2 separate regions of the Macaca mulatta genome follow, and region 2 is linked to region 1. Evidence: chromatin contacts called from public Hi-C data. All regions are on one chromosome and are shown on one strand. The core of a region is the stretch at or near the end of the contact, and the rest is flanking DNA. Distances in the headings are between cores, read along the strand shown.

What was found. Hi-C and Micro-C count contacts between places; a contact is called where the count stands out from the background.
Region 2: a Hi-C map of fetal cortex germinal zone shows a contact between it and region 1, with 3 times the contacts expected there. The contact joins the enhancer-like site here to the promoter of MFSD4B in region 1. A contact is called at or near these places in 2 of 14 Hi-C or Micro-C datasets (fetal cortex germinal zone and fetal cortical plate).

Annotation. Positions count from the first base shown.
Region 1 is chr4:16,340,844-16,346,724 of T2T-MMU8v2.0, reverse strand. It overlaps MFSD4B (major facilitator superfamily domain containing 4B), which reads right to left and starts at 3,385. Exons shown (of 4, transcript XM_015137571.3): 1 at 2,986-3,385; 2 at 273-441. The coding sequence starts at 3,036.
Region 2 is chr4:16,765,990-16,771,870 of T2T-MMU8v2.0, reverse strand. FYN (FYN proto-oncogene, Src family tyrosine kinase) reads left to right here. Exons shown (of 13, transcript XM_028847045.2): 10 at 751-827; 11 at 925-1,078. Among named protein-coding and RNA genes, the nearest start is that of TRAF3IP2, 85 kb to the right of the region's middle. Within about 2 kb of position 2,555, at least 17 of the 40 cell types and tissues checked have an H3K27ac peak or open chromatin away from gene starts, as enhancers often do. A contact at or near this core is called in fetal cortex germinal zone and fetal cortical plate, where this site is marked.

The DNA of each region.
Region 1 (5,881 bases), core at 2,136-4,635:
GATCCAGGAGTGGTATCTAAATTACAGTGGTTGGGAAGGCTAAGGATTGCTAACACATTCTAGAGCTAATCGAAATTTCCAGAGGGCCCCAGCACAGATTCCCTCTGTCAAGGTGAAAGCAGGTACCAGGGAAACTCAACTGCCATTGAGAACACCTAAACACTATCCATTTCAGTTGCCAACCATTCTGCATGCTAGTATTTTCATATTTTCAAGGACAACTTGTAAATTCCCCGACAGTCATAAAGAAGCTAAAATTAGCATTTACTTACCCAAAAGTAAAAAGTAATTCATGACATCAACAAGCAATCCACCAATCACAGAGCCACTCAAATATCCAAAGGCACGACCCACAAAAATGAAAGACAGGCTACTGATATTTCGGTTCACGTTTGTTGCCAAATCTTGAAACGTGGGTCCCACGATAGCAACACTCAATCCCTAAAATTTAAAAAGACAAAAGTTTTTACTTATTAAAATAATGTCTGACTATGTGGTAGTTTCTTCCACTATAAAAAAAGGGGTGGAGGGTCTGGGATTTAAAATGTGATATAGGGAATTAGACTACTGTTTTTTCAGTTTTGACTAAAACTCTTTTTTTTTTTAAGTTTTGACACCTCTCAATTTTTAAAACAATTTTTTTTGTTGCAATCCTGTTTCCTTTCTGAACAATACCTTTAAAATACTACTCTGTATTAATAAAATGTATTAAAACTATTCTTGAAATGGTTTCGTATATTTTGAAATACACTACATGCACAAATAAGAATTTGGGTGTTAAAAATTTAAATTGGCTGGGCACGGTGGCTCATGCCTGTAATCTCAGCATTTTGGGAGGCCGAGGCAGGCGGATCACTAGGTCAGGAGTTTGAGACCAGCGTGGCTAACACAGTGAAACCCCATCTCTACTAAAAATACAAAAAATTAGCTGGGCATGGTGGTGGGTGCCTGTAGTCCCAGCGACTTGGGAGGCTGACGCAGGAGAATCGCTTGAACATGGGAGGCAGAGGTTGCAGTGAGCCGAGACTGCAGCACTGCACTCCAGCCTGGGCAACAGAGCAAGACTCTTGTCTCGAAAAAAAAAAAAAAATCATAATTAATTAAATTAAGTCAGGCGTGGTTGCTTACGCCTGTAATCCCAGCAATTTGGGAGGGAGAGGTGGTAGGATTGCTTGAGCTCAGGATTTTGAGAGCAACCTAAGCAACCATCTCTACAAAAATAAAAATAAAAAAATCAGTCAGGCGTGGTGCCACATGCCTGTAGTCCCAGCTACTAGGGAGGCTGAGATGGAAGGATCGCTTAAGCCCTGAGATTGAGACTATAGTTGAGTTCTGACTGAGCCACTGGAAAACATCAAAACATTGATCAAGACATCAAAATATGATTCCTGTTTTTTATGTTGTTAAACAGCAATACTTCTGGATGCACATGGGGTTCTTCCCCTGAACTACACATATAAAACATACAGGAGATAAACAATTTAAATGTTTCAAAATTCACACTTTTCTTCCAAGCCATCAGAATTAGTCAGTAGAGGTTGCTTAGAAAATATTACACGCCCAAATATAGAATGACTCTAACAATAAAACTTCACTCAAAGACAATGCAGGGTCAGCAAGAACTAAGGATTACAGTTGACTTTCAGAGGAAATTCACTGGACACTTAGAGAAAAAAATGTTTCCAATCAGTCTACAATTCCAGAATAACTGATTCTAATTGCCCTGCTCTGCTCTAAATGCATGGGGTGCGCCCCTGCCCAACCCATAACAGTCCAAGACTAAGGACCAACGTGGGCCCAGGTGCACAGCAAGCACCTAGTACTTCGAGAGAAGCCTGAGCACAGAATCTAATCAAAGTAATGTTTTCAAAGGATTCACAACAGGACCTGACAGTCAGTGACAACTCACCAAAAGTCCGAAGTGATTTCTTTCTTCACCCCTCCCCACCGCCCCCAATCAAAATACTCTAAGAAACAATTGTAGCTCAGAGTCCCTGAGATGGTAAGTGACCACAAAAGACTCTTGGGAGGACTCATCCTCTCAACTCCCCCAGGATCATAATTATCAAGTGATAAGGAGGTTTCCGAAAAGTGAATTGAGCGGTGGCCCAGGCATTTGGCAAAAGGCGCTTCTAGGCTTGCCCTTTGCTCCAAGAAAAACATTTAAGAATCTCAAGGTTGGTTTTATTAACAAATAGGACTGTGGGCAGAGTAAGACACGTATTTCTGGCTCTATCACTTAACCAGCTGTGTGATCCAGAAAGTCACTTTCCCCTCCGGGCCTAGTTCCTTATCTGCAAAATTAAGCGGTTGGCTGAATTTGGTTAGACTCCCAGGAAGAAATTCCAGAAAAGTAGTTTTTCTGTGTAATAATTTGGGGGTTGAGTGGGTGGGTGCGCAGAGCAGCGGCCAAAGACCTGGGCAACCCTTCTTGCAACCTTCCCATTCCACCAAGGAGCCGTATGAAGGCTTGCTGGGCCGGGCGCAGTGGCTCACGCCTGTAATACCAGTACTTTGGGAGGCAGAGGCGGGAGGATCACTTGAGGTCAGGAGTTCGAAACCAGCCTGGCCAATATGGCGAAACCCTGTCTCTACTAAAAATACAAAAATTAGCTGGGCTTAGTAGCAGGCGCCTGTAATCCCAGCTACTCGGAAGGCTGACGCAGAAGAATAGCTTGAACCGGGAGGCGGAGGTTGCAGTGAGCCGAGATTGCGCCACTGCACTCCAGCCTGGGCAACAAAGCAAGACTCCCGTCAAAAAAAAAAAAAAAAAAAAAAAAAAAAGCCTTGCTGGAGCTGAAAAACGTATTCAGAAAATCTATTTTGCACTTGACAATAACCCTCCAAGATTAGAATTGTGCCCAATTTCCAGATAATGAAACTGAAGTCCAGACAGATTAGGTAACACGCCTAAGGTCAGTTTTCAAGTGGCGAAGGCGAGACTCGAAGGTCCCGGCCTGGGAGGGTTGCAGAACCGGCTCTCACCAGCCCCAGGAAGGAAGCAAACAGCATGAAGGTGGTGAACCATCGCAGCATGCTCCCGGTGGCACCGCTCTGCCGGGAGACCACCACCACCTCCGGCTCCGGCTCATTCTCCGCCGGGGCCTCCGCCTGCAGGAGCCGCTGCCCCGCAGCCTGGGGCCCGGCCCCACGGAGCTCCACTTCCAACTCCAGCTCGGCGGCTCCGGAGAAGTCGTCTTGCTGCCGCCGTGCTTCTCAGCGGAACCTCTGGAGCTCCGAGACGAGCACCGGCCCCGCCCCGAGGCACGGCTGTCCCTCCGGGCGCCACCTCCCAGCGGACCGCCCCGAGCCGGGGCAGAGAAAGCGAACTTCCGAACTCAGCAGGTGTTCGGATCAACGGACGCTAGCCCTCCAGCAAGCAGGCGCATGCGCGGGTCACGTGGCGGAAATGTGGCCTCTCGCCAACAGGGATCGCGCCTCAAGCCGGAAGTTGATATGGTTGCCTAAGAGACCGGACGTGGCTCTCTAGCCTAGGCATCATACTTAGCTGAGCCCACAGAGGCTGCCGGACTTGCGCCCCATGGCGGAGCGAGCTGAAGCTGCAGCCTGGGACCAGAGAATCAAGAGGTAAAAATGCGCCAAACCACTATGAGGAAAATGGGCCAAGAATTGCACCGTAGCTCCTCGCGCCGGCTCCCCGGTCTCCTGGGGAGGGGAGGGAGCCTGAAGATCTGGTCCTTATACAGCTTTCTGAAATCCCTGAGATCTGTCGATGAGTTGCTCATCTTTCACTCCACAAGTATTTGTTGAACGTCATTCTGTAAGTTATCACGTATATTATCTCAGTTAACCCTCATAACACCCCAAATTCCACGTTATCCCCGTTGTACAGATAGAAAGATTAAGTCATAGAAAATAATTAACAATTTGCCCAAGCTCAGTCATCGAATTAGTGGCCATATATAAACAGTGTAACAGTAGCTCAAGAAAGAAATCGGGATCCAAAGCTGTGGTTTCAAACACAATTCCTGAAATAATTCCAATTCCTGAAATAATTCCATCGTTGTAAAGAAGTGGAGCGTGGCATCGATTTGAGGAATTGTTTCCTTTTGCTCTTTAACAAAGCAGACCACAGCCTCAAAATGTTATATACTTTTCTTTGCCGTCCATTGGAAATGTTCTTTTCCACCTGATTCTTCCAACTTTCATCCACTTAGGCTCCCAGACTACAAAACTGAGTCTCATCATTCCTTGCAACCCATCTCTCCAGACTTACTCATTCAGTCATTAAGTCTTCCCCCCACCTGCACCCCCGCTTTTTTGTTTTGTTTTGTTTTGTTTTTTCTTTTTTGAGACAGAGCCTATGTCGCTCGGGCTGGAGTGCTGTGGCGCTTTTTGGTAGAGACGAGGTTTCACCCTGTCGGCCAGGCTGGTCTTGAACTCCTGACCTCAAGTGATCTGTCTGCCTTGGCCTCCCAAAGTGCTGGGATTACAAGTATGAGCCACCATGCCCCTCCAAGCATTTCTTTTTTCTTTCTTTCTTAACTTTTTTTTTTTTTTGCTCGCTCTGTTGCCCAGGCTGGAGTGCAATGATGCGATCTTGGCTCACTGCAACTTCTGCCTCTTGAGTTCAAGCGATTCTTCTGCCGCAGCCTCCTGAGTAGCTGGGATTTACAGGTGCGCGCCACCATGCCCCGCTAATTTTTGTATTTAGTAGAGACGGGTTTTCACCATGTTGGTCCAGGCTGGTCTTGAACTCCTAACCTCGTGATCCGCCCGCCTCGGTCTCCCAAAGTGCTGGGATTACAGGCGTGGGCCACCGCGCCCAGCCCGCCAAGCATTTATTTTAGAGCAGGTCAGCTGGCATTCCTTCATATGAGAATGTCTTTATTTCACTTTGATTCCCGAAAATATTTTCACTGAAAATAGAGTTCTGGGCTAACGGTTCTTTCCTTTCAGCACAGAAACATGGGATTTTTATTCGAGTTTTAGCTACCCATGCCACCCGACAATTCCCAACTGGGGTCTCCTCAGGACAAACCACAAGAAAAAAAAGCCAGGAAATTCATCCCCTTGCAGGTTTCTAAGTTTTGACTCCCTACCTCAATTCTTTATTTACTTTTCAGAGTCTGCAGGCAGTTGCCATTTGTGTTTTGTCATGAGTCTTTTAGTTGTAATCAGTGAGAGAGGGGCTGAAGTAGACTAATGACGCCAAACCAGGACGTTTTCTACCTATCTGTGGAGAATCCATGTTTTAAAAAAAACAACCAAAAAACAGAAAAAAACAAACAAAACAGAACAAAAAACCTACTTTGGTGTCAGTCTTTTCTGACCTGCCTTTCAGTCTTGACGCTGGTTTAGTTTCACTAATTCCTACTTCGTTGTGCTGCTCCTAAATCTCGTCACAGGTTTTACCTCGTGTTCTTTTAGCACTTATCTTCAGTTCCTTAGTAGATTATAAACTCAATGAGATTGAAACTGTTAGTGTTATATGTCTCTCCCCTAACATTGTATTACATACTTAATAACTATTACCTAACAGAATCGATTTATTACCTAACTGAATTGAGGTTCAGTAAAGCCATTTTAAAATTAAATATTTTAATTCACCCTGACTAAAGGTAAAAAAAGACCTTCTCTAAATGGACAGCTCTACTTTCTGATTCTTCATTCCCCACTTCACTTTTGAAAGCAGCAGGATATTTTTTCCAGTTGCCTCCAGAGGTCACCCACCACCTTCCAGGAAAAAAAAAAAAAAAAGCATAAACTACAGCATTGCTTCATGCAGATTTCTCTTAGATCAATAGTAAGGATCACGTTTTCTCCTGAGAGGCAATTTCAGAGAAACAGAAGTGTTTGTGAGCCACATTTTCTACTGAAAATGAATATAGCTTTATTGATTCTCTTAAAAAATAAGTAT
Region 2 (5,881 bases), core at 1,306-3,805, 430 kb before region 1:
CTTCTGCAAATGATTATCCCTGCCTTGTTGTGTTATACTAGTGGCTCTGAAGCTTCCAATGTTTTGTTTCAGATGTCTGATTTAAGGCTTGGCTGGCTATGATCTAATTAAGGGGAACCATCTGCCCCGCCCATATTCTTCAGATTGTCTTTTCTTGATTCAAAATCTGTAAATAAGCTAAGCTACTGAGTCTCAGACTTTACCTTGTATTATTAGAATCACCTGTAGGGCTTCTTAAAACCCAAGTTTCTGGACCCAACCTTCAAAGTTTCTGATTTCCTCGATCTGGGATGGGACCTGAGAATTTGCGTATCTAACAAGTTCCCTTGTGTTGTTGTAGCTGCTAGTCCCAAGACCACAGCTTTGGACCACTCAGCTGGGCTGTATTTTCCCCACATCCATTCTTTGTGCAGGGGTGATTGGAGAATGGGATTGAAGAGGTGCGGTTCTTCATAGGTTCCTCTTTATGACATAAAGGGAGATTGAGTCCCATTTCTTCTAGTTTTATCAAATATATATTGTTATTCCTAGAAATGGAATTAATGCTGTTTGTTTTTAAAAGGTAAAACTGTTACTTCTCCATGCATATACTTTTTTCTACCCTGCTTTTTTATATAAATCTTCCCCCCCCCCATGGATGGCATTATTCCATTTGACTACCTATTACTTTTAATAAGAAAACCAAATACAGCTCTCCATTGGGAATTATCTTTCAAAGTAAATTGAAATGATTTTATGTTTTGTTCATAGGAAGTTTACTGGATTTCTTAAAAGATGGAGAAGGAAGAGCTCTGAAATTACCAAATCTTGTGGACATGGCAGCACAGGTAAGCCCTGCAGGGTAACTTGATGTGCCATAGGTTTAATGACGTGTAAGTACATTGGGTCATGGTGTAACATGTCCTGTTCCCTGGGTTTCCACAGGTGGCTGCAGGAATGGCTTACATCGAGCGCATGAATTATATCCATAGAGATCTGCGATCAGCAAACATTCTAGTGGGGAATGGACTCATATGCAAGATTGCTGATTTCGGATTGGCCCGATTGATCGAAGACAATGAGTACACAGCAAGACAAGGTGGGCACTTGAATGACAATGGCTCGTGATCACAGCCATGAGAACAGTCACTTACCGCATGGCCCTTCCTTCCTCCTTACCTTCCCTTCCTTCAGAAAATACCTGAAATGTCATTCGTCAGCTGGGTTTGGACTCCTTGATCTGGCAGGAATTTGACAGCTCTGCAGGTGGGAGACTGTTGTGGGCCGAGTGGAGGAATGAGATATTGGTTTTTGGTGGGTAGGTGGGTGGGTATTGGTATTTGCTGCTGTGGTCCTCTTGGCTCATGCTGGTCTCCTCACAGCATCTAGGCCTAGGATACTCTGGTTTTGGAGAAAGAAGGCTGGGGAAAGCCAAGGGATCATCAAGTTTTAGTTCATCGTTCAATCAGTCTGTGTCCTAGCAGAAAGCAGAAGGCATGTTCAAATTAGAGAAGTTAAGAAATGAGTTTTTTACAAAGGTATAGGCAGGGTTTCAGAAAGCCAACAGAGCATGGTGCAGTATCTCGGAGCCTGTAACAGCAACAGAACCAAAGCCTCAAAGGCAAGGGGGCAGAGAAGTGGGCACAAGAAGTCAGAATAGGCCACTGCACAGAGAGAGCCTCCTCAGTAGAGAGAAATGGCAGGAATGGATCTGGGGACTCATACCCAACCCCACTCTTTAGCCCACTTCCAGGTCTTCTACCAGACCCAACCAGAAGTACAGGTCACAGGAACTCAGGGATGAATCCTTATGGGTCCAGAGCAGGGAGAGGGAGAGTGGAGAGAGGAGTTAGAAAGACTATAGATGGTAACAGCATAGTTCCTCGAAAATCTCCACCTCCTTTCATCATCCCCTTCATCCCACCCTCTGCAAAAATTTCTATCAATTAGCCTTTAAGTGAAATATATCAATTCAGCAGCCATTCCAGTGAGGCGGCTTTTCGGGTGCTATTAGAGCACCAGATACTAGAAAGGAGTTTTTAGGAATATTTTCTTTGTTTCTGGATACTTACAAAGTAGTCACCAGGTAAAATTGTGGGACTAAGTATGCAGTTTGCAATCGAATATAGGCTCCTCATGTAGAACATAATGTTTATAACTGGAGCGGGGGGAACTTTCATTGTTGGTATTTTTAACCAAAGCCTAGTCATCCCAAGCAAAGCCGAGCAGTGACTGGAATGTATTACAGGGTGGTGCTTTCTACTGCATTTCATAATGGCCACCTCTGGAGTCCTTTTCTTTCTCTTTCTCTTTCTCTTTCTCCTCCTTCTCTTGCCCCTGTTCCTCCTCCTCTTGATTCTTTCATTTCATGCCAATTATCCTCTCCCTTCATTTGACTCTAAGAATGGAAGCATTCTTAGCAGTCTCAAGTGATGAGGAAAAATGTTAAACTAAGACCCTGGCTGCTACCGATACTGTCCAAATGCTGAATTACATGTCGGTCAGACAGCTCAGCTATTTGAATTTCCCCAACACGTGGCAGTTCTTGTCCTGGAGCCAAATGCCCACACAGCAAGCTTGCCCGTGTGTTATACACACACATACACCCCCAGTGCTGGGCCAGATGGCATGCTGTATCTCTAATCAAAGGCGCGCTGCAGCTTTGATTGGCACTGGCCGTCCAGAGAGGAATGTGCATGTGATTTTGAGGCGAGGGAGCCGAGAGGACCTGAGTGCCAGTGGATCTGAGACTTGCCCTGAATGAGGGACTTTATCCTGAGGCAAGTCTGTCAGATCCAGCTCCTTAGACTTGGAAGGAGAGTGGGCGAAGGTTGTGAGACATGAATATTTGATTAAGGAAAGGGCTAGAATAGAGCCGTGTGCTCACCCTTCTGTGTGTGAGTTGAGTTTTTCCCCTTTTCCTGGACTTTGGACTCTCTGGGGTTTGTGGTTAATGCTCATGAACCATGGGTAAATGAGAAGGTTGCCAGGCCAGGAGCCAGAGGACACAGGCAGGGGTGCTGTTAACAGTGTTAACAGGGCCTGGGGGTTTAGTCCACACCTTACTCACTGGAGTGAGGCTCCTCAGGCTGTGGCCCTGGGTGATTGGCACCCTCGCTGATTCCCCTCCCATCAGGCTGCTGCCCTCAGCCTGGCCCCGAACTGTTCCTCTGCATTAGCTGTCCTGATTGCCCTTCTGCCAGCTGCCCAGCTCCACCATCGTGTCCCCAGGTGCCATCAGAGCCCCTTTCAAAAGGCCAACCTTGTAGCCTTGGTACTGCATTTCCTTACTTAATTTCCAAATCTAGGGTCCCATCCTTCCTTCTTCAAACATTTTTCTTCTTTCCTCCCTTTTCCAAACACCTTCAAATCCATGCCAAACACTGGAAAGAAAGAAGGAAGAAGTAAGTGAACTGGAGAACTGAACTGGGCAGGGGGAAAGCGAAGCTTGCGGGGGGTCCCAGGATGTCCAAGGAGAATAAAAGAAATGCTGTCCTGCAGCAGAGGGGTAGGAAGTGGCAGAGCCATTTATCAAATACCTTCCAGGTACCAGGCCGGAGGGGAAACGTGAGGACCAGACAGGGCAACAATAGGAATAGACTCAGAGGGGTTAACTAACTTCTACAAAGTCACACAGCTAGTAAAAGAGCAGAGCCAGGATTTGAATCCAGATATGGCTGGCCCTGTTGCATCTACCATCCTAAGTTATGCTGCCTGCTGCTCATCAAGTCAGTGTTAAAAACAACTGAAAATCAAGCTGGAGAGGATTAGCCATGCATCCCCTTTCCCCTGTATTTCATGGGGCTGTTTTTAAGGAGCACCTTCTAGTGTGCCTGTGTGAGGGAGTTGGAGAGACCTTCCTTTTCCAGCACGGGGACAACCCAGCTGTTCATCACATTCCTCCCGAGGGCCCACCCTGCCCCGGCCGCTTTACGAGGCAGAAAGGGCCTGGTGTGTATCTGCTGGTGTACTCTGCAGATGGCATGTGTGCTGCGTGCTGAAGTTTCTGCGGGGAATTAATCAGCTCCTCCAGACAGCTGGTCCGCGTGCCTAATAATATTTGCAAGTCGGGTTTTATGTTACCCACAGGCCACAGCCATGCTGCATCTTGATTATGAGAATGCAGGCGGCATTCGGAAACATGCGCCAAACACAGATATTTTAGGACCATGAATGACAGTTGTTTTCAAAACAGTTGTGAGTTTCCCATCTCAGGGAGCACTGAAATATCTGTCACCCCTTGGGCAGATGAGGTGGCATTGCATAGGGCACACGCAGAATTGGAGTGTGGAGCCGGGTTCCACAGTCCTTCCTGTGCTCCTTGCTTCCCACCGCCCCAGCTACCCAGGACTGAGCAGCAGCCCATGTCAGGGAGGAGGTCGAGGCCAGGCCCTGAGCCTGTGAGGATGGCCTTCCACTGACAGCACTCTAGAAGCAACTAGAAATTTGGAGAGATTGCTTATTCTCTATTACCTGGACATCTCACTCAGTTACAGCAGATGGTTTTTCTTTAGTTATAAACACTTTGCTAAATTCTGCCCAATCAGAGTCTCTAAATAATGCCAACATCAGTTATTTGAGTGCCTTGTCAATGAAAGGGACCTTATTAGGAGCTACCGATATCGAGAAGCCTAAGACTGCACAGGACAGTCAGCAAGCATGAGGAGGAACACGTGGGGCATTGTTGAAATCAGATGGAACCAGGTTTGATATCCAGCTGTACCACCTGACGATCTGGGGCCTTAGGCAAGTTATTTAACTTTTGCATACCTCAGTTTACTCATCTGTAAAATGGAAAGACATTTTGTCTGCTGTGTGCATTTTTGCAAAGATTAAGTGAAACAATGCATGTAAAGTGCTTAACAGGGTACCCAGCACATAGTGATAAATGTTGCTTGTTACTATTGGTATATCTGGTACAACACTAAGTTCTTGGGGAATAAACAAATGAGTGAATGGATTGTAGATACAATGGAAAGTCTGAAACACTATTCAGGAAAGGGAGAGAAAAATCAAAGATAATTCCCAAGTAGTCAAATGCAGGTGATCATGAGAATGGCATTACCAATAACAGAAATGAGTGACTTGGGAAGATCTTACCTTCAAGAAAGAGGATACATTTGGGTTTTTATCTATTAAGCTTGAGATGGTTGTGGTGGTCCTCCAAGCCCAGACAAATGAGCTGGGGTGCCCTCACTGGGTCTCATTGCCACAGCTGGGCCCTCAGCCTTCCAGCCGTCCCCTAAGGTCTAGTCACGGCTGCCTCCCTACCCTAGCACCGCATCTTCCTCCCGGAATCATTCCAGAGCTCACCACAGGCACCACAAGGAGCTACTGTCCATCTTCTTGTCCGTACACTTCCATACCACACCTGTCTCCTGTGACCCCTGACATAGGCGGATGTCACAAGCCTTGCTTCTGGAAGTTCACAGCCCCTCCGGCCATCACTTCCTTCAGAGATCACACAAGCAGATGAGAAGCAGTGGGAAAATTCTCTGCAGACTCTAGTTTTTTCTTCATGAGCTTTCAGTGCCAACTAATGTTGATTTAAACCTAACAAGTTCAGACAGACGTGGCTGTGTGTAAGCATAACTTCCTTTTGTGGATACCTTTTTATTCTTTATTGAGCTGTAACAGACATACAATAAAATGAACAAATCTGAAGTGTGCAGCCCGATGAATTTTTACATACACATATGCCCCTGAATCCACCCCGAAGATAAAGAGACAGAATACTTCCAGCACCCCAGAAGACCTCTTATTCCCACTCCCAGTCAGTAACCACCCCCACAAATAGCCTTTTTTCCACTCTTTTCACCATAGATTGGTAAGTTTTGCCTGTAAATGAACATCACAGACATGAATCCTGTAGTATTACTCTTGTGTCTGGTTTCTTTCCCAT